2 separate regions of the Mus musculus genome follow, and region 1 is linked to region 2. The links are chromatin contacts, called in public HiChIP or PLAC-seq maps. All regions are on one chromosome and are shown on one strand. The core of a region is the stretch at or near the end of the contact, and the rest is flanking DNA. Distances in the headings are between cores, read along the strand shown. Region 1 holds the start of Ly6c1 (lymphocyte antigen 6 complex, locus C1). Region 2 holds the start of Lypd2 (Ly6/Plaur domain containing 2).

Region 1 (3,037 bases), core at 364-2,863, 310 kb after region 2:
AGTCCCACTACAACTCCAGAAAAAGCTCTATTTGGAGTAGGGGAACCCTGGTCCATAACAAGTACCCAGACATGACGTTTTCTCCAAAGCCTTCCTCAGCCTTTTTTATATAGGTCACAGGGAACTTACCCTCAATCAATTCTATGTTTTGAGCAATGCAGAATCCATCAGAGGCGCGGCAGGTAACTGCTGGGCAGGAAGTCTCAATTGGCACTCCATAGCACTCGTAGCACTGCAGTCCCTGAGCTGAGAGAGAAGTAAATACATGAGAGCTAGGACATGCAATTCCTAGCCCAGACATTCCTCTCCAATGTCTTTATTTGCACACAGCTGCTGGCCACTAGGTCAAAGCAAGGACATTACTGCACAGTCACCTCCACCAAAACAAAAGTGAACCAAGAGCCACCATTGTTCAAATATGCTCGGTACTGCTGTCCTAGCTAGCCAGCTCCATAGGAGACACGTGCACCCCAAGAGATATTAGAGAGAAAGTCACCATATTGGGAAGACATAGATATCAAATGTCTGCCGAAGCAGTGAGTGGGTGTGTAAGTAGGTAGTGCTGCCACCAGATGGGGAGGCCTCTTCTGACCTGTCCTACCCTACACGTGCAGAGGTGGACCCTGTGTATTGGAGCATGACAGAGCACTGAACTTCCCAGGGTGCAGCTCAAACTGAGGCTCACCATAAGGCTTCCTGCAACACAGATGTAACTAGAAGTCTAGGGGTATCTGAGAGCTGAGACCTCTTAGAGTAGCACCCAGCTCTCATACAAAATGGGCTGGGGCATAAGAAAAAGGCAAATGCCAACCAAGAATCAAGGATTGCAAACCACTTGACTTGGCTGCCAGGTTAGGAAGAGAAGCCTCTGCCAGTTTAAGCGCACATGGGCCAGAGTCCTGACTGGGAGGCCAGGGCAGCAGGGTAGAGTCTAAGGACAGGCTGCTCTGGTGGCCAAGGTTTGTGGCATAGGTAGTTTGTTCCAAGAGTCCTTCTGGCATATTTTGTTTGTTGCAAGGCAGGCACTGGCAGGTTTACAGACCCAGTAAAGCATCCCAGTACAGGAGGCTTCACCCACCACAAGACCATTCCCAATCCCATGACCCCAGCACATCTCGGGTACTGGGCACACAATGGAAGTGTAGGTGTACCCACAACCCTGAGGCCCTTTTCCATCTCCATTGTACCCTCCTGCCCCTCTCTCATTTTCTACCTCACCTCTTTCTGCACACAGTAGGGCCACAAGAAGAATGAGCACACAGGACTTTGTAGTGTGAGAAGTGTCCATCCTCAGAGAAGGGCTGCACAGATAAAACCTTGGAAGTTGGAGCCAGTTAATAGACCCCAATCACATCCCTGGGCTCTCACAGGGCTCAGGCATCCAATCTTCCCTCCCTCCAACCCTCCACACAGCTTTCCCTGAGGAATACATGTCTGCCTACTTCTCTCACCCACCACCCACCCAGCTCTTCCTTCCTAATCCCACACTCCCAACCCCAGCCCTATCCTGAGGGCTCTTCCCTTTGTCACCTAGCAGCTCCCTCCTCACACCAGTCCTTACTTCCTCTCAGACAAGGTTGCAGGCACAGTGGCAAGTTCTGTCAGATGTGGACTGAAGTACTTTAATTTCCTTCAGCTCCTCCCAGCTGGCATCCTGAAGAGGGAGGGGTTTCAGTACTTAACCTTTTCCAGGCCATCATGTTTATTGGTTAAGAGGTAGCAAGATTTGTTTGTGACCTGATCAAGCCAGATTTATAGCAGTTGGGGAGGAACCATGGTGCAGGAGAACTGAGAGGGCCGAGGGCCAGAGGCCACAGTTGACTTGTGCTTGCCAACTAGAAAGCAAGGGAAGAAGTCAAGTTGCTCAGCCCTTTCCTAGTATTGTTTTGTTTAGCTTCATGTTTTTTGTTTGTTTATTTTGGGGTTTTTTTTTGCCTTTTTTTTTTTTTTATACAAAGTTTCTCTGTGTAGCTTTGGCTGTCCTAGGACTTGATCAGTAGACCAGGCTGGCTCCAACACACAGCAATCAAAGGGGTGCACAACAGCCGCTGATACTTCTGCCTCCACTACCTGGCTTTTTTCTGTTTCTAAATAGAAGGTATGGTTTGCAGTGGCTCAGAGCCAATGGCCCTCCTTCCTATAAGCAGGCAAACAATTTACAAATACCTAAAGACTGGCTCTGGTGAGCAAGCCCCCAGTAGGCTCTTGCATCCACAAAGTGAGATTCCTGAGGCAAGAACTAACTGGCAACTGGGATGGAAGTTACCAAGCAGTGTCTGATGTGTTTGGGGATGTATGGGGCTGTGGGTGCTGGACAGAGGTAGAGGCCTAAGCTGGAAATCATCCTGAGATGATACCACAGCAAATGAACAGCTGTGCTCACAGGACAACTGAGTCCCAAAATGGACCACAGCATCAGTGAAGCTGAGCGCACCCCACTTAAGCAGGGAAGGCTGCTTACACTCCATGGCCTCTGCCCGAGCACCACTAAAAACCCCTTCCTTCTTACCCTATAATATATCATATAAGCAAACAGTTTGCCTCCAACACCGCATAACCCAGCACAGTGGTAGGAGGAAGAGAGCAAGCAAGAAATGTTGTCTCTCTAATTCTGTCACATGCTGTGCTTGGTATTGGCTCATGCATGAAGAAGTGTATGTGAAAGAAAGAGCAGGAGACAGCAAGCCTCTGCAAACAAAGAAAAAGCGGCAAGGAAAGATCCAAGTGATAATCCCTGCCAATGTCACCACCCAATGAGGTTATGAGGCTTTTTTTTCCCCAGAGGATGGGTGAGGTCACTTACAGGAATATGCATAAATTCTGAGCAGCTTAGTCACCACCAAATCTCACCCCATCATAAAAGCAGTACACGGAGTCCCTCTTTCAGTAAATCCTCTGTATCCTCTATATTCTAGTATCTTCTGAGAGCACTTGTGCTTGGAGGAAAACAGGAGGGAGTCATGGCTGGAACCCCAGGTGACAGTATTCCCTTCTGAGTATAGAGAGTTCTGCCCATTATCACAGACCTGTTGCTGTT
Region 2 (2,855 bases), core at 26-2,525:
TTGGATGCACTCACAGGATTCGCACAGGTGTAGCACTGTAAGGCCATAGCTAGGAGAGGAGGGATGAGAGGGCAGTGAACAGGCCTTCCTGTCTCAAAAGCCCAAAATGTCTTCACCCAATGTCCTGCTCTGCCATGGAGGCTTAGTCTCAGAAGACAAGGACACTAACCAGGGACCAGATGCCCACTAACCAAGCTCAGGGGAGACAACATGACCATTGAATCAGGGTCTTACAGAATGTGCCCCTGGAATAGTGGGCTCAGCCTGGGACCAGGATGGGGACAGCTGATTTGGAATAATCATCAAAACACACACACACACACACACACACGCACACGCACACGCACACGCGCACACGCACACGCACGCACACGCGCACACGCACACGCGCACGCGCGCGCACACACACGTACATTCACGCGCACACCACAACCGCAGATCGGTGTGAGCAGACATTGTTAAGGCAGACGCCCTTGCACTTCCTCATCACCAAATGCCCTTCTGCTGAAGTGCTGCCTGTCATGGGGGTCAGACAAGCAGGTCCTTGGAACACTGGGTGGGAGCTGCACAGAGGAGTTCACAGGTACCAGCTTGGCAAAGGTGTCTTCCCTGAGGGGAGGGCTGCGGGTGTAGAGCCTGGCTGGAAGGCACTGTACAGTCTTGCTAGCATTCCAGACCCAATCCCAGAAGCCCCAGGAAGCCTAGCTTGTCTCCAATCAATTCAGACACACAGGGAAGTCATCCCTCCCCCAACCCCACACAGACAGTGACCTGGTAGGGCCTCTGCCTCTGGTTCAGTCAACCTCTCCAAGAACTGTATGGAACAGCCTGGCTTGAGCCCTCATCACTGAGCACATAACGGGCTGACAGTCAACATCATGTCGCCACTTGTTTGTCTCACCCTGTCTCTGGATATTTCTGGATGTCCTTTCCCCAATTACATGTCCATCATATCCAGAGTCCCAGGCCATCTGCCCCAGCATCCGAGATCTCCCCTCTTCTCCTGCTGAAAGGCTTGCACTAGCAAACACACCAGTATCCTGAGGCTCTCCGCTGGCACCTAGGGCTTTGGTGCCGGCTTCTGCCCGCCTGGCCGGTCCCGGCTCAGCGTTCTCCTTCTCTGAAACTCCCCCATGAGAAACTCTCTCTGAGAATAGTCCTGGGGCCCGCTCCCGTGCTCCCCCATGCTCACCAAGCTCCCCGAAGGTGCCCAATATCAGTGCCAACAGCACCATCCAGGTCCCCTGCATGGTCGAGGTCCTCACTCAGGCCTGCCTGGTGGGGAAATGCCTACAGCGGTGGTCTGACCGGTTGGCTAAGCAGATTAGAGGAGGATCAGATTTCTGGAGGGCCTGCCCTGCTTCCTCACCCACACCCCATTCCCCAGGGCTCCCTGGGGCTCCCTCGGACCCTACCCAGCCCTCTCAGACTGTTCGAGCTCCACCCCTCAAAGCTGCTGTTCCACCCTTCCCAGGCCCCTCTCCTCCCCATAGGTTATGGGTCGTCTTTCTTTTCCCACTGGGGACCCTTCCACACCACCCTACAACTCCTAGCCAAGAAAATCTTCCAGATTCCTTCTTCCAGGACAGGTCAGGGGTCTTCAGGCTGCACAGAATGGGACAATGGGAGCTGGGCTCTCCTGCACTTTTCCAGCTGTGGTAAAGAGCTTTTACCTTGTGGCCTTCTCCAGAGCTTTGGCCCAGCAGCTCTTGGATGGAATCTTTCCAAGATGATCTTGCACCTCCCAGCTCCTCTGAAGTGGTCAGGGGGAAGGTGGGGTGTGCCAAATTGCCACTGACAACCAGCCCAGAGTTTACTCAAAGGCCTAAGGAACAAAGACAGAACTTGCTTGATCAACAGGAAGGTGTTTTGGAGGATGGGTGAGCTGGGGAGGCCCAGGGTTGCTTTGGGGGACACTGTTTCATGTTTCCTGGAGGGCCATCCACTCTCGGCTTGTCTGCACACCTTGATCTCCAATGGCTCATAGGCTGATCTTAGGCAGGACTTTCCTGGGCCCCTCCACCTCCTCCTTCCTCTCTCCACTGAAGGTCAAGAGGTAGGGACAGCAATTCGAAACCCGTGGGTCTTGATCCCTTTGTCAATCCTCTATCTTTAAAAAAAAATTACATTATGATTCATAACAGTAGCAAAATTACAGTTATGAAGTAGCAACAAACATAATTTTAAGGGTGGGGGTCACCATAGCATCAGGTCTGCCTGTCTGTCTGTCTGTCTGTCTGTCTGTCTGTCTCTCTCTCTCTCTGTGTGTGTGTGTGTGTGTGTGTGTGTGTGTGTGTGTGTGTGTGTGTGTGTGTGTGTGTATGTGTAGAGTGTAGTGTCCTTGCCCTAGACAGAATGCTATGACAGGGATCCCCATGACCTGGCAGCACCTGGCTCGTCCTGATTTCCCACAGGTATCTTCCTAGAGTAGCTTGTCCCAGCTGAGACATGTAGGGGTGGGGAGCATATCTACCTGCCTGACTCTGCTAGTGGTAAAGACCACACTGTTGCTGGGCTTCCCAGGTGTCTCTTTGTCCAGCATCCCAACCTTACTCCTACTCTGGCTTTGTTCTTGTTATGCCCCCAGCAAGGTATGTCCACTCTTGCCACTGCCCTCAGGAGCTCCACTGGGGTCTGGCTTCACCCTGCATGGGAAGGTCCTCATTTGCCTAGGCTCTGGACCAACCTCTGTACTTCCCAGGGCTTTCCTAGCCTGGCATGAGTCAGACGCTCAGCCTGCCAACTGTATTTTTCCTTGTGACAGTTCTGGAGGGACAGAGCACTAATTAATTTTAGAGTGGATAAAGAAACTAGGTTCTGAGAAGTTAATTGACTAAGACAAGGTCACCTAGCAA

What was found. HiChIP or PLAC-seq counts read pairs in DNA pulled down with a chosen protein or histone mark.
Region 1: a contact with region 2 is called in a FOXA1 HiChIP or PLAC-seq map of pancreatic cancer cells. The contact joins the promoter of Ly6c1 here to the promoter of Lypd2 in region 2. A contact is called at or near these places in 8 of 39 promoter capture datasets (the 3T3-L1 cell line, 3T3-L1-derived adipocytes, the C10 cell line and 5 more), 2 of 15 datasets of contacts at CTCF or cohesin (the NIH/3T3 cell line and large pre-B cells), 5 of 115 datasets of contacts at active chromatin or transcription factors (kidney, large pre-B cells, microglia and 2 more) and 2 of 9 other capture datasets (adipose tissue and liver).

The regions. Positions count from the first base shown.
Region 1 is chr15:75,047,224-75,050,260 of GRCm38.p6, forward strand. Ly6c1 (lymphocyte antigen 6 complex, locus C1) reads right to left here and starts at 1,614. Exons shown (of 4, transcript NM_010741.3): 1 at 1,562-1,614; 2 at 1,219-1,301; 3 at 130-246. The coding sequence starts at 1,288.
Region 2 is chr15:74,733,038-74,735,892 of GRCm38.p6, forward strand. Lypd2 (Ly6/Plaur domain containing 2) reads right to left here and starts at 1,276. Exons shown (of 3, transcript NM_026671.1): 1 at 1,193-1,276; 2 at 1-49. The coding sequence starts at 1,250. Gm33124 (a long non-coding RNA gene) reads left to right here and starts at 1,844. Exons shown (of 3, transcript XR_384182.2): 1 at 1,844-1,880.